Linked DNA regions of Mus musculus: all the other regions are linked to region 3. The links are chromatin contacts, called in public HiCAR-type, HiChIP or PLAC-seq and promoter capture Hi-C maps. All regions are on one chromosome and are shown on one strand. Each heading gives the region's core, a stretch centred on a gene start, on an enhancer-like site or on the middle of the called end of the contact. The rest is flanking DNA. Distances are from core to core; before and after follow the strand shown. Region 1 holds the start of Siva1 (SIVA1, apoptosis-inducing factor). Region 2 holds the start of Zfp839 (zinc finger protein 839). Region 3 holds the start of Trmt61a (tRNA methyltransferase 61A). Region 4 holds the start of Rcor1 (REST corepressor 1).

The links. Promoter capture Hi-C pulls out the DNA fragments that hold promoters and counts their contacts. HiCAR-type assays count read pairs that join an accessible place to other places. HiChIP or PLAC-seq counts read pairs in DNA pulled down with a chosen protein or histone mark.
Region 1: a HiCAR-type map of astrocytes shows a contact between it and region 3, with 3 times the contacts expected there. The contact joins the promoter of Siva1 here to the promoter of Trmt61a in region 3. A contact is called at or near these places in 2 of 39 promoter capture datasets (embryonic stem cells and liver) and 4 of 115 datasets of contacts at active chromatin or transcription factors (astrocytes, embryonic limb bud, embryonic midbrain and 1 more).
Region 2: a contact with region 3 is called in an H3K4me3 HiChIP or PLAC-seq map of bone marrow-derived macrophages, with 3 times the contacts expected there. The contact joins the promoter of Zfp839 here to the promoter of Trmt61a in region 3.
Region 4: a contact with region 3 is called in a promoter capture Hi-C map of liver, with 2.2 times the contacts expected there. The contact joins the promoter of Rcor1 here to the promoter of Trmt61a in region 3. A contact is called at or near these places in 1 of 39 promoter capture datasets (liver) and 2 of 115 datasets of contacts at active chromatin or transcription factors (memory CD8 T cells and pancreatic cancer cells).

The regions. Positions count from the first base shown.
Region 1 is chr12:112,642,778-112,648,559 of GRCm38.p6, forward strand. It overlaps Siva1 (SIVA1, apoptosis-inducing factor), which reads left to right and starts at 2,051. Exons shown (of 4, transcript NM_013929.2): 1 at 2,051-2,307; 2 at 4,061-4,255; 3 at 5,048-5,204. The coding sequence starts at 2,190. It overlaps Gm30101 (a long non-coding RNA gene), which reads right to left and starts at 1,990. Exons shown (of 3, transcript XR_381987.3): 1 at 1,905-1,990; 2 at 537-665.
Region 2 is chr12:110,848,850-110,854,285 of GRCm38.p6, forward strand. Zfp839 (zinc finger protein 839) reads left to right here and starts at 1,430. Exons shown (of 7, transcript NM_001199785.1): 1 at 1,430-1,714. The coding sequence starts at 1,469.
Region 3 is chr12:111,675,155-111,680,251 of GRCm38.p6, forward strand. It overlaps Trmt61a (tRNA methyltransferase 61A), which reads left to right and starts at 2,951. Exons shown (of 4, transcript NM_001099793.1): 1 at 2,951-3,007; 2 at 3,449-3,808. The coding sequence starts at 3,478.
Region 4 is chr12:111,036,113-111,041,785 of GRCm38.p6, forward strand. It overlaps Rcor1 (REST corepressor 1), which reads left to right and starts at 3,255. Exons shown (of 12, transcript NM_198023.3): 1 at 3,255-3,776; 2 at 3,850-3,909. The coding sequence starts at 3,494. Gm35846 (a long non-coding RNA gene) reads left to right here. Exons shown (of 5, transcript XR_003950148.1): 5 at 483-633.

The DNA of each region.
Region 1 (5,782 bases), core at 801-3,300, 970 kb after region 3:
TCACGTAGAAGCTGATTACCCAGAAACTCACTGCTGTGAACAGGCACCATGACCAAAGCAACTTTTTTTTTTTCTTTTTCACATCTTTTCTTTTTTTCTTTTTTGGTTGTTTTCAAGACAGGGTTTCCCTGTGTAGCCCTGGGTGTCCTGTAGACCAGGCTGACCTCGAACTCAGAAATCCACCTGCCTCTGCCTCCCAAAGGCTGGGATTAAAGGGGTGTGCCACCACCGCCCAGTCAACCACCAAGGCAACTCTTATAAGGATAACATTTAATTGGGGCTGGCTTCTAGGTTCAGAGGTTCAGTCCATTATCATCAAGGCAGGAACATGGCAGCGTCCAGGCAGGCATGGTGCAGGCAGAGCTGAGAGTTCTACATCTTCATTCAAAGGCAGAGAGGAGAAGATTGGCTTCTAGACAGTTAGGACTAGGGTAATAAAGCCCACACCCACAGTGACACACTTACTCAGACAAGGCCACACCTCCTAATAGTGCCAACCCCTGGGCCCAGCATATACAAACCACAGCCATCCTGACCTTATTACCCTTCAATCATGACGTCATCTGAGGACGGAGCCTTCAACACTTCATATTCATACTAGAACGGGAGTCAGGCCCAGTGGAACCCCATGGCGCTTGTACAGACTGCACTAGGAAGTGCGGATTCTGGGAGGAAAAAGTCCATTATCTTAACATGAACAACAGCCTTCTTAGTGGTGGTTCCTGGGACAGGTCGCTGGATTTAAGCCATGCAGTAGGGGACAAACGCATGACTCCACACAGAGGTATCATCCATTCTGCACAGTTCTACAACCGGGGAAACCACCATTTGGGGGTGGGGGTGGGGGTGGGGAAGCACAGCAGTCAGTAGTCACTGGACCCTATTGTCCTATTTAGAATTGTGCTCCTTCTTTATGTCGAAGGCCTAACTCCCAAGAGTCAGAGTGTGATTGTATCTGGATACAGTTTTTTGTTCGGTATTTTGAGACTGGGTCTCTCTACCTAGCCCAGGCTGGCCTCCAACTCACAGAGATCAGCCTGCCTCTGCTTTCTGAGAGCTGGGATTAAAGGTGTGAGCCAACACACAGGGCTGGTGGATATAGTCTTAAAGAGTTAAAACAGGGTCCTTAGGGCAGAACTTAATTCAAAGTACTGGGTGTTATTATGAGATGAGGACACACACACACATCCAGTAAGGACACAAAAGTTTTTATTTGTAGATTCTGGAAGACAGAAGCCTGCAGAGAACCTGACACTTTGATCAGAGACTTCCATTCTACAAAGTCTGGAGAATTAACGGGTGCTGTGTGTACACTCCGGGTCTCCTGTACTCCAAGATGAGCACAAAACTTAATGCACCCGAATAACTGACGTTCCGATTGTGTAGAAATAGAAGGACTGAGAAACCCCTCAGCATCACTGTTTTGCCTGTTCAACATGTTAGAAGACACCACAATATTTTTAAATCCTGACCAGCGGACCCGCAGGTGACGCCATAAACCCTCAGGCTCCCTGCCCAAGATCAGACCTAAGGGAACACAAGAGGAACTCGTAGGGGAAGATGGGTGCCCGTATCCACTAAGATCAGGAGCTGGGACAAAACCCGCCACCCTACTGTTTGATACTGATATCTCACCTATCACCTATCACCGTTGCTTAGCGACAACAGAGCCTTCAGGCTTTTCGCGCGCTGAGCCCCGCCCTCGATCTCGTGCTGGTTTATGCAGAGCCCCTTAGCACACGAGTCCCGCCCCCAACGTAGCATCCCGCTAATCCCGCGCCCCACCCCAGAGCCCCGCCTCTTAGTTCCCGGCCTATCCTGAGCTGTGACATAAACTAGCCCCGCCCCAACACAACCCCCCCCCCCCTCGGCCTATCCCGTGCCACGCCTTGCGCAGACCTCACCTCGCCGCGCCAGCGCCCTTGGCCTTTTCCCGCGCCCTGCATTCCAGCCACTGCCTCCCTCAGCCTATCCCTCGCCGTTAACTGCGTAAGTCCCGCCCCCGACGTCACTCCGGCCTATCCCGCGCAGCGGGGCCCGTTTGAGGCGAGCCCCCAGCCTTTCTCCGGCCTATTGGGCGCCGCGCCCTCGTCGGCTCGGGCCTCCGCCGCGGTCCGAGGGCGCCGTGACGTGTGCTCGGCGCGCGGCGCGCTGCGCGCTGCTGAAGGCTGTGTCTGGTACCCGCTACCATGCCCAAGCGGAGCTGCCCGTTCGCAGACGCAGCCCCGCTCCAACTCAAAGTCCACGTGGGCCTGAAAGAGCTGAGCCACGGTGTGTTCGCCGAGCGCTACTCACGCGAGGTCTTCGGTGAGTGTGGACTTCCGTGGGTAGAGCGCGCTACGCCGCGCAGGGCAGCGGGAGACCGCGGGAGCGTCCCGAGCGCTCACGGTGGATGCTGCTTCAGGCGGCTCCCGGAGAAATCCGAGTCGGACCCGAGTGCTGCCGAGCGGACTAGCCTAGCGCGGGACCGACGCGGGGACTGGGTTCGAGTGGGCGTGATGGCGTAGACTGCCCTGAGCCCTCGCAAGTGGCCTTTGTAGCGGATGGATGTTGCTGAGCATTGCCTTGCAGTGATGGCTTTCTGGGGCAGGTGTAACGCAGTGTACCGTAGCTTGGCGCAGTTTGCGGCCGTATAACTTTGAGCGGTGCCGCTGCGCCTTTGGAATGTGCGGGAAAACAAACTCCCTACGCAGCCCCAGTATTTGTCCTTTCCCTCTCTGTACTCTGGGAATGCAAACTCAAGTGCTGAGACGCAGGGGCGATGCGTGAAGGGACAGGACTGAGCTGCAAAGAGTGTGCCTCCCCCCACGCCCCCCAGTCTAGACATGGCCTGGCGTCGTGGCTTGTTTTTTGACGCCAGCACTCAGAAGGGAAAGGCATGGGCTTTATGGTGAGATGTCTTAAAACAGCAATAACAATGCAAACACGGCCCAGAAAATGCCTCAGCTGGTTAAAGTGCAGTCTATGCAAGCCTGGACATGAGTCAGGTCCCAAGAACATACAGTAGGAGAGAATTCCTGAAAGTTGTCTTCCGACCACACTCATAGTAACTAAATAGCCAAGTAAATTAATTTTTTTTAAATGTAAGCATGCAGTTGAAAAGAAGGCCTAAGTGTTAATTGGAACCTAACAGCCTGGCTCTACCCTTCTGAGGACTTGTGTGTTGGAGCATTTGCCAGGCCACTCAGAGCCAGCCAGTCAGGAAGGGGTGCAGGGCTCTAGCGAGTTTTATAGTACACACAGTTTACCAAAACCCCAGCCCACACTCTGGACTCTGCTGGACCAGGAGGCCTTAAGGAGAAAATTGCTCTCATAATGGAATGTGGGTTTGAGCCCCACCTGTGTTAAGAGTACCCCTCCAGGAACTCTTCCCATTTCTTGTTTTTCAGACAGGCTTTCACCGTGTATCTTAGCCTGGCCTTGAACTTAAGTAATTCTGTCTTAAAGTAGGAGGCAACTGAGCTGGGAATAGCCACTCTCTTTGAGTTTTTGTTTGCTTCCAGTGTCACAGAGAGGTCCCTGGGTCGTGGGAGTGAGTATTTCTAGAACTCGCAACAGTGTTTCCCTTTAGGGCTCCCTGGGCCTGAAGCCCGAAAGGAAGCAATCCACTGTTATAGGTGTGAGCAGCCAGTTACCCGGGGTTGGTGGGTGGCAGGGCTGGAACATCTGGGAGGTCTTTGTCAGGGGGTTGTTGTCATTGTCCCTTTAGTAAAGTTGTTCACTGGCCTGGCAATGGTTGTAGGTGCTGTTCTAAACTCGTGTCTGTTTTCTGCCTCCTTGGGACACTTGCTTTTGGGAATGAATGGTTCTGAGCCAGAGCTTTCTCTGGCACTGAGACAAGCTTACAGGAGGAGGACTGGGAGTGCAAAGAGGGCACCAACCAGGTGAAGTGAATAGCTGTGGCTGCTGACAATAGAATAATGGGAGGAGCACCGGAGTGGAGCACAGCCTGGTGGCTGGGAACAGGCAAAGGGGGCTCCGAGCCTTGTGGGTCATAGGATATCTGTGCAACCGCTTTGCGGTTTGGAGAGTTATCTTAAGGAAGGCTCTTCCTCCCCAGAAAGAACCAAGCAGCTCCTTTTCCAAGGGGCTCGGGCCTATAGAGATCACATATCGAGCGAAGATTGTTCCGTGAACCACCTGCAGGAGTCACTGAAGTCTGGTGTGGTAGGAGCCCCTCAACCTGCGAGGGGACAGATGTTGATTGGACCTGATGGCCGACTGACACGGTGCCAAGCTCAGGCCTCAGAAGGTGGTGAGTGGCCGCCAGTGGGGCTGACCTGCTGTTACACCTAGGGAAGATGGTGGCAGTGTTCTGTTCAAGAGCCTTGACTACCTGGGCAAACAGGATCTACTTAGAGCAGTGGTTCTCAGCCTGTGGGTCACAACTCTTCGACAAATCTCTGTCTTTAAATATATTTATGTTGCGAGACTCATGACAGTAGCAAAATTAGTTATGAAGTAGCAATGAAAATGCTTACATGGTTTGGGGTCACCACAACATGAGGAACTGTATATATTAAGGGGTCACAGCCTTAGGAAGGTGGAGAACCACTGCCTTAGAGCCTGGTAAGTGGAGCAAATGTTGCTGGGCAGTCTGACCCTCACAGGCATCCAGAGTGGACGTCAACAGGTTCCAACTGGCATCTCAAGCTCTCCTGGTGCCCCACCTGCAGTAAGAAGATGCCAGTCCGTTCCCTGTTGAGGGGTGGTTCTCGTGTGACTCGTGAAAAACAGGACTCTGCTTCAGCCCAGAAGCCTCTGGGCTGACCAGTGAAACAGTAAACCCCATCTTGAGACCCAGACAGATAGAGAGTTCTGATAGAGTACTCCGGCCATCCTAGCAACAGGCAGGTGATCTGTCCTGGAGTCCTGTGACCAGTCCTGGGAATGAATGCCTCATCGTGAGCCTTTAGTCTAGTGCTCCAGGTGGCTGATAGATAGGTTGCCAAAAGGACTCGGTTGCAGGGGAAGAAGGGTGCCTGTCACCCTCGTGTTCTTCCAGTGTCCTTCCAATGCTCACAGCCTCGGTGTTTTCTCCTCACAGGCCTTCCCAGGACAGCGCCCATCGCTTGTTCATCGTGCATGAGATCTGTGGATGGGAAGGCGGTCTGCAGCCAGTGCGAGCGGGCCCTGTGTGGGCAGTGTGTATACACCTGCTGGGGCTGCGGTGCTTTGGCCTGTGTGCTGTGTGGCCTTGCAGAGTGAGTGCTTTGACCTGATCACGGTCCCTCTCCGTCAGGGCACAGGTGCTGGGTGGGTGACTCGGATCCTTTTGGAAGAAGTCCGTGCTTCCCAGTAGTCTGCGGCCTACTTAAAGCAGCTCCCTGGCTTGCACAGCCTTGTGGTCTGGACTTCTGAGTCCTTATTAGGGCTCCAACAGTCCACACTGTTGTCTAGTTTCAGTTTCTGTCCAGCGTGCGTATCATTTGAGGATTGCCTCACACACGTCACTGGGTGTATGTACATTCAGGTCATGCCTACCCCTGTGTGTTAACTGTGTATTAGCAGAATGGAATGGATGCTGCTTACCCATTGGCTGCAGCCAGATGAGTCAGCTCCTTAGAAGTGCTCAGTGAGTGGGTGGACAGTGTAGAGCCCTGTCCCTTTGTTCCACACTGTAGGGACTTGTTCCACCAAATGAGTATGGGATCAGTACAGTGGATCCGGATAAGCTCAGCCCCAACATTCTCTAAAGCTAATGCGTCAGATGGAAAACCACACTTCATATGGCAAATCCTCGCCAACAGAGTACTCTTCAGTGGTTTGGAGAGATCAGGAG
Region 2 (5,436 bases), core at 180-2,679, 830 kb before region 3:
TGCATGCATCCATCCATGCATCCCTGAGTGTATACTTTGGCTCAGAGCTTGTGTTGGGCACCCAATGGGTAATATGTCATTCCTGCCCTCGAGATGTTCACTCTAGATGCCAGGTAGCTGTGGGATGGGTCACCCCAGAAACACTTGAGGAGGCTTCAGATGGAGCACTAATGTCAAATATGCAAACATTTTGGGGCTGGAGAGATGGGTCAGTGGTTCCAAGCACTGGCTGCTCTTACAGAAGTCCAGGGTTCCATTCCCAGCAACCACATGGTGGCTCACAGCAATCCCTCTGTTCCAGGGGACTGCCAGTAACACGAGTTGTGTACATAGACCCAGGCAAAACACCCATACACATAAGACAAAACAAAAAATGAAATTAAATGCAAACTTTATAATCCTATTGTGAGGCAGGGTAAAACTGAGCGGACACACGGAAGGGAAAAGTGCTCATTACCCTGGAGTCGCGCTGAAGCCTCATGCCAGCAGGGTGTCAAGCAAGGACTCATGCATAATTGACAATTACTGAGAAGGTTGCCAACATAAAGAGAATATTCCATCTATATAGAAATGCTTAAGATAATAATGTTAAAAACTGGGCATGATGGCACACACCTTCATTTCCAGCACTCAGGGTCAGCCTGGTCTACAGAGGGAGTTCTAGGACACTCTGTGCAGGGTTACACGGAGAAACGTGTCTTGAACTCCACCCTCCCCCAAATAATAATGTTAAGACAACAATAAATTATGTATATATTACCTATTTCTTTTCTCAGGTATAAACTTGCAATTTTCTAGGAACCTCACGAGACTACACTTTATATATGTGAGGATTATAAATTATAATGTGACCTGTAGTTTTATCTGACCAGACTGCAGTCTGTGAAAGGATCCTCTAGAGTCACCCTGAGCAGCCCTCTAAACTCATTTACTGCAGAGGGGAAAAGGTTTCCTCCAGCAACCCTTGTAACCCTTTGTAACTTGAAAGCCACCAACATGTATGTCTGACTGACTGCTCAGACGTTTAAACTGACTCCCTCTCGAGAAGCCCCCTTGTAAATCTTAACTTGGTTGAACCTTTGTCCTAGAATTCATAAAGCCATGGTTCGAGCCCCTGGCACCGCATAAAACCAGAAGTAGTGAGTGGTGCGTGACTGTAACGCCAAGTTTCTCGAGCGGGGTTAGGAAGACTTTTCAATTTGAGGATTAGAGATCAGTGTAAGCCCGGGACTCGGGAACTCCGAAGACCTCCACTGAGGATCCGATCCGGGACATCAGCATGGAGCGAGTGACACTTGGGGATCGAAACATTAACAGAGCGGCGGCGGCAGCAATTTAGTACAAGCCCCGGAGCCATGGAGATGTTTTGGCCTGCCGGGCACGCGTAGGTTCCGCCCTCTACCGGGTGACGCACTTCCGCCCCGCCCCTACAGACGACACGGGTTCGAGTCCCCCCCCATAGGCCGCCATGGCAGGCGCGGAACCGGAGTCCGGGAATGTCGGCGACAGTGGCTCGACTCTTCCCGGCCGGAGCCACGGCGCCGTGCGCTTGGCTCCGCTGGACCCCGAGCAGCTGCGGCGGGTTCTGGAGCAGGTGACTCGGGCGCAGCCACCGCCCAGCACGCTGCCGGCCGCGGCGCGGCGGCTCCGGGACGGGGCCCAACAGGCCCAGCGGGGGCCGGGCGCCGAGGCCCCGCGCCTGCTGACACCGCAGGTGAGGCGCCGCGCGGGGTGGAGGGGCCGGAGCTGGCCGCTGCGGACCGCGTTCGGAGCCTGGGTCGTGTGCGCCCAGCTCTGCGCGCCCGGCCCACCTCGGGGCGTCCTGCTTCCTCCTCTGCGCTCACAGCCCTGCTCCAAGCCCCTCGGCGCCTGGCCCGCCCTACAGCAACTTGTCCTTCCTTCAGCATCTATGGGGCGCTAGAAGTATGCCAGGTTCTACACTGAGGCCAAGTGTATTCTCAACGGCCAGCGGGTAGCATAAGTCACGTCTTGGGGGTGGGGGGTGACAAGGGAGAACTTTCTCCTGATCGGTTCTGGAGCTGGAACCCAGAGCTGAGTGAATTTAGAGGAAAGCGGTGGCGGCACGCGCAGCCACTGACCCAGAACTGAGCCTGAGTGGAGAGAACTTTGCTGGAGACTTTGGCAAACTTCAGTGTCCAATACAGTAGCAAAGAAGCACAGGAAGGCGCCGCACTGCAGAACTCCCTCCCTCCCGGCGGGTTTACCCCCTAGCTCACACAGATTTGGGCTGTTTTGAGAGTAGCCATTAAAATCTGGCTTCTCCTGGGAGGGTCCAGGTAGCTCCTGAAACTGAAGGTACTCTATGTCGGTCGTAAGAAGACCTGCTGGCTTTTGCAAATGACAACACACACCTCACCTCAGGGGAGAGACCAGGAGAGAGAGCTGCCTCCACCAAAAATAGGGCAGAGAATAGAATTCTGTGGTCTCCAGTGGTTTTGAGGTAGATATTGGCTATTCAAGGCGTGCTGTCTTCCTGACAGCACTTGCTAGAAGAGTGACCCTTGGTGACTGACCCTCGTTGGGCATTGGCTTCTCTGCCTGCAGGAAGGATGGCTCACTATCTAAGGTTCCTCACTGGTAGACTGCTGCCCTAGGGAGCAAGTCTGAGACAGACGTGACACACCATTGGTGCGGCCTCCGTGAAGCTCCTGCTCGGAGCGTCTGCACGCTATCATACATTGTCAGAGAGGCACGGCTGTCAGCGGCCACATGACATGTTTTGCTTTTTGGTTTGTCTCCTTTCTGAGATTAGGTCTTGTTTCCCAGGGTGGCTGCAGACCTGACACATGGCTGAGCATGACTTTAAATCGCTAATCCTTCCTTCCCCTCCTCTAGAGGTGTGTGCGGTGCTGGGGCTGAACTGTGTGGTTCCTCTGTGGTTTAACACTCTTATCAACCGAACTACATCGCTGCCACCCCAGGGAAACCACACAAGAGAGGTTCAGTGTCTCGGCTTGCTGTACTCTAAGGCTGTGTCCTCCTTACCTTGCTAAATATGGCCACAATTTTGAATTTGATATGACAGCTTTGGAAAGAGGCAGTGATATAATTTCCACCAAAGGAGAGCAAACTTAATCAAAGTTAGCTTGATAGATTTGCTGGTGGTAGCTGGTGTGATGGGGATGGTGAAAACCAGATTCAAATAATGAAAGAATGGACCCCTTTGTGGCCTGGTGTGCAGGATAATCTTCCAGCTTAAACTGTGCCCTGATAACCCAGAGGCCAAGCAGATAAGGATTCTGCCCCCAAGGAGTCTGAGGACTAGGAGGAAGTGACACAAGACCCAGATGATAGCTGGTCAAGGACAAAAAGCTAGAGATGTAACTAACTGAATACATTCAGAAAAAGGAAACGGTCTCTGGGAGCACACAGCTAATGCTGAAAAGCTAGTGTCTGAGCTAGATTTGCCAGGCTGGGTGCCAGCTGGAAATGCAGGAGAGGAGAGGCAGCATTCCGGGGTACACTTGGGGTTCATTGATACAACCAGGATAGCAAGCTCTGGCTCACTGTGGGGACAGCAGACCAAAAGTACAAGCCAGTGACCACCTTCTGGGGTAATGTGGGTCTCTGGTCCCATCTTCACTGTTCCTGACCTATAGACACACTTCAATTCCACCAACAGCTGTGCGCGGTCCTAGCCTTCCAAGAAGCCTCGTTTCCCTTAGACAGAAGTGCCTTGTAATGCCTGACCAATTCATTGTGACCTTCAAGGCACCTGAGAGACAGTCGTCTTCTGGAACGTTCTCGAAGGCCTCTGTTGTGTCACTGTGGCAGTGTTACCTGCCTGACCTGTCTCTGGGGACTACTGTCTCCTTTCAGAATTGTCAGTGAAACATTTGAAAAGACAGGTCTGAGGCGATTGTCCCAGGAGAGGCAATCCTACAGACCTGCAGGGAGTGAGCTGATGCTTATAAATGGGTGCCAGAGGGACTTAAGAACTTCTGCTGAGCTGGACAGTGGTGGCACACGACTTTAATCCCAGCACTTGGGAAGCTGAGGCAGGCAGGTTTCTGAGTTGGAGGCCAGCCTGGTCTACAGAGTGAGTTCCAAGACAGCCAGGGCTACACAGAGAAACCCTGTCTGGAAAAACAAACAAACCAAAGACAAAAAAAAAAAATTGCTGAATCAAATAAACACAAAACAAAGTATCAAGTGTTGTATAACACATTATATGCCCACATAACATAATAAGCCAGTCAGGATCAATAATCAGACCAGTTTTCCTAAAACAAGGGCTGTGTGTGTGTGTGTGTTCATTCATATAATATCTGGCATATCCCAAGATCTTAGATATTCTGGATGGCTTTTAGTAAAGTCCAACAAACAATGGTTCTTGAGGATGTGCACAGTTACTAACTGTCATTGAGTCACACGTAGCCCAGGAATTAGGGGCTTACAGGACACCTAATCCCCACATTTCTTCTTCCTTAATTTCAAAGAGAGGCTGCTGTTTGTAATAGTGTACCCACCCGGCATGCAGACAAGGGGTGTGTTCCAGCTCGACTTTAGTGACAGTTCTTTCCTGTGTGACTCTGTCACTGACCTCTCACTGGTAGATTGGCTCTACAGAGGGTTTGCTGGTGGTCTCAAATGAGTGGAGCTACATTCCCTGGAGAGACACAGACTTTGTCACAATTGGGGATGCTACTGGCATCTGGTGGGTTAAGCCAGTATTCTCTAGTGCACAGGATTGCTGTCCTTTCTACCCCCAACACACACACACACACACACACACCCTAGGTGATCACCAGTCCAGCATATTAATTTGTCTGGAGGGCACAAGCCCGTGCCTGATAGTATCTGTCTGTCTGTCTGTCTGTCTCTCAATGCTGGTCATCTCTGTTCTGTAAGTACAGGGCCTCTTCTCTCCTGCTGTCCCCAACTTCTTTCCAGACAGCTCATTCCTGACACACGTGGCTGTCTCTCATAGGTGGTGCTTAGTAAATATTCGTGGATGCTATTGAAGGCAGCCCTCTTCTTTGGTGGGTATCTGGCTCTTACAGAAAGTGCTGCCTCAGATGTAGGACATACTTTTTGCCCAGTTTTTTGTTGCTGTTTGTTTGTTTGTTTGTTTTTTAAATAGAGTCAGAAAGTGAACTGCTGGGTTAAAGAACATACACAGTTAAGTTTTCGTTGGATTAAAAGAAAACCGTTGCAAGTGCAGATTTCTAGGTGTGTGTTCCTGGAGAAGCTCATACGTGTATATAAGTACAGGCCAGTGGCGCTCTGAGCAGACGCTGGGAACAGAGGGTTAGAAGCAGGAGAACGGTGAACTTGGTTGCAGGGAGTGAACCTGCTGGAGCTGCACGCAGCAGGAACAGTCTTGAAAGTGCAGTCAGGCTCAGAGATGACCTGACTTACCTGACGGGTGATTGGCTGAGGTGATGATAGATGATAAACTAGATAGATGATAGA
Region 3 (5,097 bases), core at 1,701-4,200:
GTATTCTGTGCTCCCGGCAGCCTCTCCCCATCTCAGATATATCTGCAGCTGCCTACCCAGTCCCTACCCCTTTCAGGGAAGCTGGTTCTGCTTAGCCTCAAGTGCTCAAGTTTCTATTTTAGAAATAGGAAGCGAACTTGTTATCTAGGCTGGAGGTGGGGGTAGGGGGCTCAGGGCTTCCTCTTTGTCTCCAGGATTTGCAGCTTAGCCTTTTCTCCTTCCTTACCCCTTTTTATCTCCCTGCCAGAGCAAGACCAGGACTCTGGTAGAGGTGAGGAACAGAAGTCAAGGGTGCCTATTATCCCAGCACTAAACCACACCCAGTGCAGGCACAGGTTCCTGTGACCTTTGACTACTGTCCCATTCTGCAGATACACAGAGGAAAAGACACAAAGAAGTACTGGCTCAGAAGGTCCTGATATCCCCCGATGGTCCTAGGGTGACTACCCTTGGGACATCATGCAGATTCATAGAGTATATGCAGCTATAGTGGAAGGGACAGCAGGATAGGGAGGTGAAGGGGCCTTTATAGCCTCCAGATGACAGTATCAATGTGAGGCCCCCACTGGGGTGTTGCTTGGAAGTCCTGATAGCCCCCAGAGCAAGGAAGCAAGATGAGGGTCTTCCAACCTAGCTGTGTTCCTGACTGTGGGCCTGCTGCTCTCCTCGGGAGTCGGTAGTTGGTCTGGCAGCTCCCAGGCGAGAAGCTAGATGACATCACCCCCCAGATTTATGGTCCCATTTCCTTCAAAATCACACCAAGTCATACATTAACCACAAAGAAGGAAGGGGTATCAAAGGAGTCTTTGATAATCATAGACTGAGTTTTTTAATCATAGAGCAGGGTCCAGTCCAGCAGGGCAAATGGAGAACAGATAGGGCCATGGGCTCCAGGTTCGCCAGAGGCTAGCCACAGTCTGTGGCCAAGGTGTATCTCTTCCTCTCTGCTCCCTTGCTCATGGAGGGCAAAGGGGAAGTTGACAGGGGTCAGAAGAGAGGTGAGGGCTGCAGACAGTGCAGCAGGAGGCTGTGCCAGTCAAAGGGGGACTCTTGGCAACTTAGGCCCTGCCAGAGGTGCAGGTGGAGCAGCCTCCCCCAAAGACATCTTCAGCTTCTTTTCCTCTGGGGCTGGCTGCCCCTGTTCTTGCCCAAGAGCGCTATCAGTTCTCTGACTCTAGGCTTTGAACTGGAATCCCTCAGGCCAGGGTGGAGCACACCTTTAAGCACAGTATTTGTTAGGCAGAGCAGGCAGATCTCTTGGGTCTGAGACCAGCCTGATCTACATAGTGAGTTCCAGGCAGCCAAGGCTATATAGGGAGGCTGTCTGAAAGACAAAATATAGCCCTGCATGAACCATGTTGTCGGTATGATGTTACACAAATTAGCTTTCTGTTCCCCATCTGTAAAGTGGTCATAAAATTGTAAGGAAGAGGATTCAATGACATGAGAGTGAACTGGCCACATGAAGCATCTGTTCTTATTAGAACTCAGTGCATAAACTGCGCTGGGAAATCTCCCCACCCTCACCTCACCAGCTAGGGTCTTAAGCTGCTGGTTCTGCTTGAAGACTCCAGGCTGAGGCTGGGCATAACAGATGACTAGTTCTGAGAAGATGGACTGTAGAAGAGGTACACAGGAAGAACTGAGAAGCCAGCAGTGGGCAAGTGGAACCAAGCCCCCCCCCCCCCCCCCGTTGAACTCATAGGTTGGGTGGGGATGTAATCAGGCCTGGTCTCCATGCCACCGAGAAGCTGAGGAAGAGGAACCTCCCAGGAGAAGTGAAAAGTCTAACTCTCCAGAGGGGCAATTAGGATGTGTATTGGGCTGTGCACCACCAAGGGAATGAAGTACCCTGTTAGAACAGGGGTTGTGGGGGCAGGGAGGATGGGATAAGGAGTTTCTGAAGGGAAGTCCTGGAAAGGGGAAAACATTTGAAATGTAAATAAATTATTCAATAAAGACGAAAAAAAGAAAGAAAAGGGTTGTGGGGCTGTGGATATGGCTGGGATGTCTCAGCTGAAGACATGGGCGACCAAGAAAAACCCTCACTGTCTGTCCTTCCAGGGCTATCATACTAAGGTCAATCAGGGCAGAAATTTGAGGAGGTCTGAAGTCAGGCACCTGAGTTTCTAGGGCAAGGACATCACAGGTTGGCCTAGCCTGGCCCCAGAGGATCCCTATAGGCTGGCGGGATTCTAGAAAAGGCAGGCTGGGTCAAAGTCTCTTCATGGAGAGTGCAGCCTTAAGCTGGTCACTGCTGCTGGTTCTGCATAGCTAACGTTTCCTTCTCTTCTTTTCTACCAGCTGAGGTGTGCAGGAAGGCTCTCCACTCTCTCTGCCCCATGCCTGCCTACTCCCCTCTCCACTGCACACCCGGAGGAAGAATCTTCCTTCACTTCATAGGCTCTCAAGATGCCAGGGATCCTGGAAAGGGACGCTTTGTGCCCTCCCCCTCAGGCAGGACCTGGCCTAGGGCCACTTTTGCAGAATACTCCAGACTAACTCTACTCCTTTTACTCGGCCCAGCCCTAGCCAAAGTCTTTGAGCTAACCCTCATCCCTTTGCCTGCGTTTCCACTTTATGGCATTTATTCTGGAGCCCAGACAGGGTGTTTCAGAGCTGTTTGCAATGACAAAAATGTCCTGGTGGGCCATAGTAGGGAGGTCCTGGGGTTACATAGTTGTCAAAGTGCTCTTTAGGGTCATGCGTATCCCGCGGGCAGACACTTCGTGCACCGGGCAGCCCTAAAAGGCCGCGCGCGGACAGGCCGCGGGCGAGCAGGGGACTTTTATTTCGCACAGCGCTCGGATCTCTTAGGCAACGTGCAAGCCTGCACAGAAGAACACAGCCGAAGAGACGCCAGCCAGAAAAGGTCCTCTGGGAGCACGCAAAGGACAGCGCGGCGACTCCCAGAGAGCCCTGCGTTGGTTTGACGTCATCAAAAAGCACCGGAAGTGCTACGGCCGCCGTGGAGCCACGTGTGGAGCCGGGAGCCGGTTTATGCTGCGTGAGTTTCCGAGCTGGGAGCGGCGCTCCGGGCTTGCTGGCAGGTCCCGTGCTGTTCGGCGGGAGGCCAGCCTTCCCTGCCGTCGGGAGCCCTCCGTGGAGACTCTGGGCAAGGGGCTACGGGGATTCCGGGCTCGGAGGTGGCTTCTCTCCCCTGCTGTGCACGCTATCAGAGGCTGCCGCCTTCACACTAGGGGATTCTGGTTCTTCATGTGTGGGAATCCTTGGGCTCCTGTCGCTGTGCACTCTCTTGTGTACTCCGAGAATAGAGACCTCCAGAAGGGCTCCATATGTTAGGCTAGAGTGCAGCTCTGTTGGGTTGGCTAAGCAAGTCCGCTAACCCTGCTCAGAACCCAGGCCCCACAGACCTCTCTGTCCAGACCACAGATCTTCATCCTGCCTCCTGGTCCTCTGACCTCACGTCCACACACCACTTCTCCAGGTCCCTGACCCTTGGCAAACGTTAACACCATGAGTTTCGTGGCATACGAGGAGCTGATCAAGGAAGGCGACACAGCCATCCTGTCACTGGGGCACGGCTCGATGGTAGCAGTGCGTGTGCAGCGTGGGGCACAGACCCAGACCCGGCATGGCGTCCTGAGGCACTCGGTGGACCTCATTGGCCGCCCATTTGGCTCCAAGGTGATTTGCAGCAGAGGCGGCTGGGTGTATGTGCTGCACCCCACTCCTGAGCTCTGGACAGTGAACCTGCCCCACCGCACGCAGATCCTCTACTCCACCGACATTGCCTTGATCACCATGATGCTGGAGCTGCGTCCCGGTTCTGTGGTCTGTGAATCAGGTGAGCTCCTCTGGTATGAGCTCAGATAAGACGGTTTGCAGCCGATCCTTCCTGCAGTTGTGCGCTGAACTACTTGGTTCTTCTAGCTTTTATTTAGCAACTCCGCTTGCAAGGGAGGGTGTGGCTGCAGGGAGTGAAGCCAGAAGCAGTACTAGCTGCTGTCATCGAAATGGCAGCTGATGGGAGCTAACCTGGGTTGGAGAAGAAAGAGGAGGAGGTGCCCTATGAGGTCGGAGCTGGGATTGCTTGATGCTGGCCAAGGTGCTGACTGCTTTTTTTCTAGGCCAGCTGCCCCTTCCTGGAGGGAGGCTGGATACTCCAGAGCTCATTGCAGAGAGAAGTCTGTCCCACACTTACAGCCAGGCCCTTCCCTAGTTCCATCGAAGATTAGCACTGTCACTGATACGAGGCCAGGTGGTAGCTAGAAGGGTCTGAGCTAGCTGTCTCTCACATGCCCACCCTTAGGTACTGAGGCCACTGGATGCAGCAATCTAGGCATACACCTCTGCCAAGAATGACCCCGGGGATCAGATGGCTAGATCCTTGGTGGTGTGTTTCTTGTGGGCTAAGAGGCTGAGGTCCAGAGTCACAAGAGTTCCCATTCTCCCGGTTGTTGCTGGCTTTCTATTCTTTCCCTCTGAAGCGAGAGAGCGGATAGCAGGTCAGCTCTGACAGCTCTCCTTTTGTACCTTGCATTAGGGGATATGCTATCCTGTCTCAGGCCTTTGCCCTGTTTCGGGCAACACAATCCTGTGCTCCCATGTGGTACCCGGTCCCTTCTCCGCCCTCTGAAAGACAGGACAGGCAGGAGGTTGGAACCAGTGCTTTGGTGAGGAACCTTGCTGGAAGTGGTCACCAAGCCTGGGTACTTGGAGCTGTGGAGGGAGCAGCTATAAGGATGAGTAGAAGAAGCCAGGCAGTGGTGGTGCAAACCTTTAATCCCAGCACTTGAGAGGCAGAGACAGGCGGATTTCCTGGTCTACAGAGTGAGTTCCAGGACAGCCAGGGCTACACAGAGAGACCCTGTCTCGAAAAACCAAAAAAAAAAAAAAAAAAAAAAAGAAAAGAAAAGAAAAAAAGAAGAAGGATGAGTGGTGACAGAGCTAGCCCTGGTCCTGGAGTCCATGACGTCAGGTGAGGAGGGGTAGCCCTCCCTCTAAGGAAGAGCTGAGCTGAGGTTTGCTTTTTTTCTTTTTCAAGTCAGGGTTTGTCTGTGTAGCCCTGGCTGTCCTGGAACTCACTCTGTAGATCAGGCTGGCCTCGAACTCAGAGATCCACCTGCCTTTACC
Region 4 (5,673 bases), core at 2,005-4,504, 640 kb before region 3:
TGGAAAACTATCCACCAGGAAGCCAGTCAGGGAGATTCAGGCCTTTACTGCCAGCACTCAGTTTGGCTTGCATAGTGAGCTCCAGGTCAGCCAGGGCTAATACTGAGACCCTGTCAAAGAAAAACAAACAAACAAACAAACAAAAAAACACAAAACCCCCACCAGTGTTGTTTTTTATGAATGAGGAAGCTGACAGGTTGCAGGCCAATTGATATCCATGTGACTTTGTGGTCAAACTAAAGCAGTGTCTGACACTTGTATGTATGTGTGTGTGAGGCTTATTTGTTGAAAAAAAAAAAAAAAAAACCAAAAAACCCAAAGCCAGTGGCTTTTGTTACAGCACTCCCTTGGTGGTGGCTGAAGCCAAAGGCTTGCAGTAAGTTTGAGGCTAGCCTTAGGTAAGTTATGAGACCTTGTCTCAAAAAACAACCATGGGACTGGAGAGTTAGCCTAGTGGTTAAGATTGTGTATTGCTCTTGCAGATGAACTGAGTTTGGTTGTTAGAGCCTAGCTGGGACAGTTTTTAACTCCAGGAGATGTGACACCTGCTTCTGAGCTCTGTAAGTACCTGCCCATGCATGGCATTATCCCCCACCCCCCCCTCACACACACACAGACACACACCCTCACAAAACTATAAATAATAACATCTTCCAAAAAAAAAAAAAAAAAAACACTGTAGCTGGGTGTGGTGGCACGTGTCTTTAATCCCAGCACTTGGTAGGCAGAGGCAGGCAGATTTCTGAGTTCAAGGGCAGCCTGGTCTACAGAGTGCATTCCAGGATAGCCAGGGCTATACAGAGAAACCCTGTCTTGAAAAACAAAACAAAACACCACAAAACAAAACAAAACAAAACAACCCCCCAAAAAAACAACAAAAAACCCACCCAAAACCAAACCAATCTAAACCAAACCAAAAAAAAAAAAAACAAAAAAACAAAAAACCCCAACCAACCCACCAACCAACAAAACAACAACAACAAAGAAAAGAAAAAGCCCACAAACAGCAACACTACAGATTAAGCTAGGCCTGGCAGCACATACAAGTAATGTGGCAAAGGGGCCAGGGGTTGAAGGTCAGCCTCAGCTAGGCAGGAGTTTAAGACCTGTCCCAGTTAAAGGGAGGATCTGTCTCAAATAATACCCGCCCCCCCAAAAAAAATCAATTGGAAGGGTCACTGAAGCATCCAAAGTTACAATGTAGCAAGATGTCAGACTGATAGCGTACCGCTGGCAGTAGGAGAGATTTCGGCTTCCTTCTTCCCAAGCCTACCTTCCATTTCAATGGGCACGGGGTGGGGAGGACTCCCTGGATCAGGGCCTAGATTAGGGTGAGGCACGCAGGGTGCCCTGGGTGCACCATAGTAGCTGTGAGTCCTGGCATCTTGGCTTGCCCTACCCAGCCAGTCCCGCCCTAGAAGCTGTGGTCTCCCTTTCTTTAGGTCATGACCCTAGAAAGAGGCGGTACTTTCTAGGAAATGGCCTCCAGCTTGGGAGTCCAGTGGGCAGGGACAAGGACCCTTGTGTTGTGTCAATCCCAACTGCCCTACTAAGGAACTCAAATCATGTTTGTTCCTGTATGTAGGTTAATCTGTCTGTGGTACATCTTGGAAGATAGGGAAGAAAGAGGACAGAGTGCCCCTAGCCGCTCAGGTTCATCTGTCATGAAGTCACGGCTTCATCCAGGTACCTATCCCAGGTCACCCCTGGATCCCACCTCTGATTTAGCAGTCTATTTGCTGACCAGGCCAGCTGGACCCGGTTATTCCAGAGCTCATGCCTGCAGTGCCCAGGACTTTCTAAGCAGAGGGGTGTCCTTCAGAGAGGAGTCCAAGAGCAAGAACAGGAACTTGGTGGGGGCAGGGATCTGCTACCGGGAGGCTCTGGGCCCTGTTCTTGAAGGCCAGTTAGAAGTGACCATGGTCACTTCAGTGAAGTTTAAAATGATTCGCGGGGCAGAAAACGTGGAAGAGAAACCCCTGCTTATTTATGCGGGCTTTCAAACCATAAAACTCTCGTTTTCTCTCTGTAGCTATTTATATCCTGAGCGGGTGTAAAAACTGTCCCCATATGAAGCCCAGGTCTGAAGTAATATAAACGAAAAATAGCCATCTCCTGTTTTATTTATTTATTTTTAATTTAAAGCAAACGGTTTCACCTATAGTCCCCAGGTTTGGTCGCTGGCGCGGGGGGTGGGGCAGCCCACCCAGCCCCACAGGCAGCTGTCAGGCAGTGACGGGGCCCCTCGCTTGATCACTCCAGGGACAAGGACGCCCAGGGCTGGGTGTCACCGACTCCTCCGCGTTCAGGCTCTTAGCCCTGCGGGCTGGGGGAAGGGCCCGGGTCTCGGGAAGTGACCCTCCTCTTCTACCGAGCTGGGGACTCAAGCTCCTTCTTTTTCCCCCTCGCGGTGGGGCCCCTAGTCGATCTATGTCCCTCCTGCTGTCCCGGGGCCACTCGGCACCTCCCCTCACCCCGACGGCTTCGAGGCCCTCCCCGGCCGAACATCCCGACTCCTCCCTCGGCCCCTCAGGCAACGTGGGGAGCCGGTGGCCCCCAACCCAATTAGCGGGGAGCTCCATCGTCTCCAGGCACAACCGCTTTCCTTCCCTCGGGGGACACTGCCACCTGAGAGCCTCGTCCCCAGGTTCCCTTGCTCTAGTACATCTCGATCGCCCCTGGGCGACGCGGGGGCGCAATTAGTTTCTTCCAATTAGTTTCCCCTCTTTGTATAGAACCCATTCAAACTGTGCGCGTACTCCTCCGCGCGAGGGGGAAAGTAGTCCCGACCTTGCCCGCGATTTCTGTTCTCGCGTCGGGCACATTCACTTTGGGAAGCCGATGGGACGCTCGGCGGGATCCCCGGGGGAGGTGGCGCGGGGCCCACAGGGTGCGAGCGGAGGGAGCGGGGCGCTGGGGAGGGGGAGGGGGCTAACTCCTCGCTGTTGCCTCGAGAGATGGATCATGGGGCGTAAAGCGATCGCAAACCTCAAACCACGTACAGTGGGCGATACGCGTCAACCCAACCTGGCCAACGGAAGCACAGAACCTTCCCCCTCCTTCCCGTGATCCCGCCCCCGTGGCCTGACGGACGCGCACAGAGACCTACCATGCCCCTGCTTGCCGCCCGGATCCCGTGAGAGCCAATGGAAGCTCGCAGGGGCGGAGCTTGCGAGCGACGGGTTAGGCTGTGCGCGGCCCTCCTCCCCCCCAGGCTCCGCCCCTCCCCCCCGCCCGCGGCTCCCGGAGTAGTTAGAGCCAGCGAAGTGCGGGCGGCGATGAGAGCCAAAGTTGCGCTCCGTTCGGCATCGGGGGCTTGAGGCGGCTCGTTGCTCCGCCCGTCTGGGCCTCCTCTAGCCCCAACTCCCGCCAGCGGATCCCGCGCGCTCGCCCGCCCGGCCCGGCGCCCACCTGCGCCCCCTGCCCGCGGCCCGCCGCCCGCGCCTCGCGAGCCGGGGTCCCCGTCACTTTGGCCCGGCCCCGGGCCCCGCCGATGCCGGCCATGGTGGAGAAGGGCCCCGAGGTCTCAGGGAAGCGGCGAGGGAGGAACACGGCGGCCTCCGCAGCCTCGGCCGCCGCCTCGGCCGCCTCGGCCGCCGCCTCAGCCGCCGCCTCGGCCGGCACCGCCTCCGCCTCGGCCGCCGCCGCCGCCTCGGCCGCCGCCGCCCCCAATAATGGCCAGAATAAAAGTTTGGCGGCGGCGGCTCCCAACGGGAACAGCGGCAGCAACTCCTGGGAGGAAGGCAGCTCGGGCTCGTCCAGCGACGAGGAGCACGGTAGGTGGCAGCCGCCCCCGCGCCCGGCCCGTGTCCGCGCCCGCGCTGACCGCCGTGCTCTGCTTCCCCGCAGGTGGCGGTGGCATGCGGGTGGGACCCCAGTACCAAGCGGCGGTGCCCGACTTCGATCCTGGTGAGTAGCGAGTGACGGGAGCTCGGGAGACAACTTTGTTTTTTGTGCGTGTTGGCCTTCGGTCCGCGGGGGCACACGGGGCGCGAGGGCAGGCGGCGCGGCACGCTCGCACACGAGTGTGCTGCAGATTCGGGTGCGGGGAGGCCATGGGCTCCGGTGGGGACAGCACTGGGCCCGCAGTGTCCCCCGGCTCTGAGAAAGCCACACCTGGCCGGGGTGGAGTGGGATGTCTCTGCCTCCAGGTGTGGTGTACCGGAGCTAGGACGGGATCCCGGGTGGCAGTGCTGGAGAGTTGGCGTCCTGGGGCGCTCGGACCCAGGGCTCCGCAGAGACTTCTTACTTCAAACTGGCTCCTAGCGTTACCCTGCCAACCCTACGCTCTTATTGCCTCTTGACTCTCATCCCGTCTTGTCCCGTCCGGTCCCATCCTGTCCCATCCCATCCCATCCCATCCCATCCCATCCCATCCCATCCCGAGGGCTGGTGGAGTAAAGATCTTCCTGTCCCTCCACCCCAATCAGGTAATAAAAGAAGTGTGCTTTCCAGAGAGCATCTGTCTAGATAAGAGAGCCCGACTTGTGGCTGTTATTTTAAGATCTGTTTGTAAATGTGTGTTTCCTTTATTTCTTTTTTCTTTTGGGGGGGATGGGGTGGGGAGGAAGAGGTTGTGAAAGAATAGAACCATCAAAAGGTTTAGCTAACCGGCCATTTCCATCTACTAGAAATCCTTGTCCCCTAAGAAGGGGCATTCTTACTTGCCTTCCTGGTGATCTGTGTGGAAGCAAATTTAAAGAGGTACGGGGGTGGGGGGGGGGGAATCCTATCAGACAAAGGAATTCGCCAGATTTTAATGCCTATGATTCTGTCCCATCTCTGTATGAGACTGTCTTTCAAGGTGGTGGTTACAGGAAATGTTTGAAAGGCCGTGGGTTTTGTTTCAGAAATAAAATTCAAAAGACAATCTTGTACAGCTAGAGTGAACCGTCCTGGTTGGAGGGCTTTAGAACAGGAGGTTTTTCTAAGTAGGTTATACCACTAGTTTGAAAAGATAAATGCTTTTCCTTGGAAACAAGACTGCAGAAAATTGCAAGGATCTGGTCCTTGAAAAAGGAGATTGCTTTTAAGTTGTTATTAAGGTGCTGAACTCTGTGTTTAGGTAAAAGTGAAAGCACAGAAGAGAGGGATTCAGGGTGAGTGTTTGGTCACCCCAAGAATAAATGATTTGCAAATGCATGACTCCAGTCCCTCACAGTTCTGTAGTATAACTCCCCGCTTCGTAAACTCCTGTTAGCGTTTTAGATAGTTTCCCCTTTCCTCACATCTTTTTCTGGGAGTCACTTTTCATTTTTTTCATTTTTCTGAGCAGGGCTTCATCCCTAGCTTGGCCACCAGGGGAAGCATACTGCTTTTCACTTACAGTTGACCCTATCCTCATTTTGTAGGTCAAGTCCGACTGCAGTGATACATAGTGAACATGAAGCTTGCCACAAAGTTTCTCTCACAAGTTACTCTTAAAAACTGAGTGGAGCAGTCAGACCTTCCAGAAACTTGAGTCATTTTTGTTACATATTTTCAAAGGTTATGTAAATGTTTGATGGGACCTAGGAAAAGGACATATTTAATGGTCACAGGATTTAGATCTCTTAGTCTCTGCATTGTCATTGAGGTGCCTGGTGCCTTTAGAGTTAGACTCTTCTTTGAAACATCAGTTGTCATGGGATAAGTTTTGGACTCTTGGGACATTTTTGCTTTTGTGACATAGGG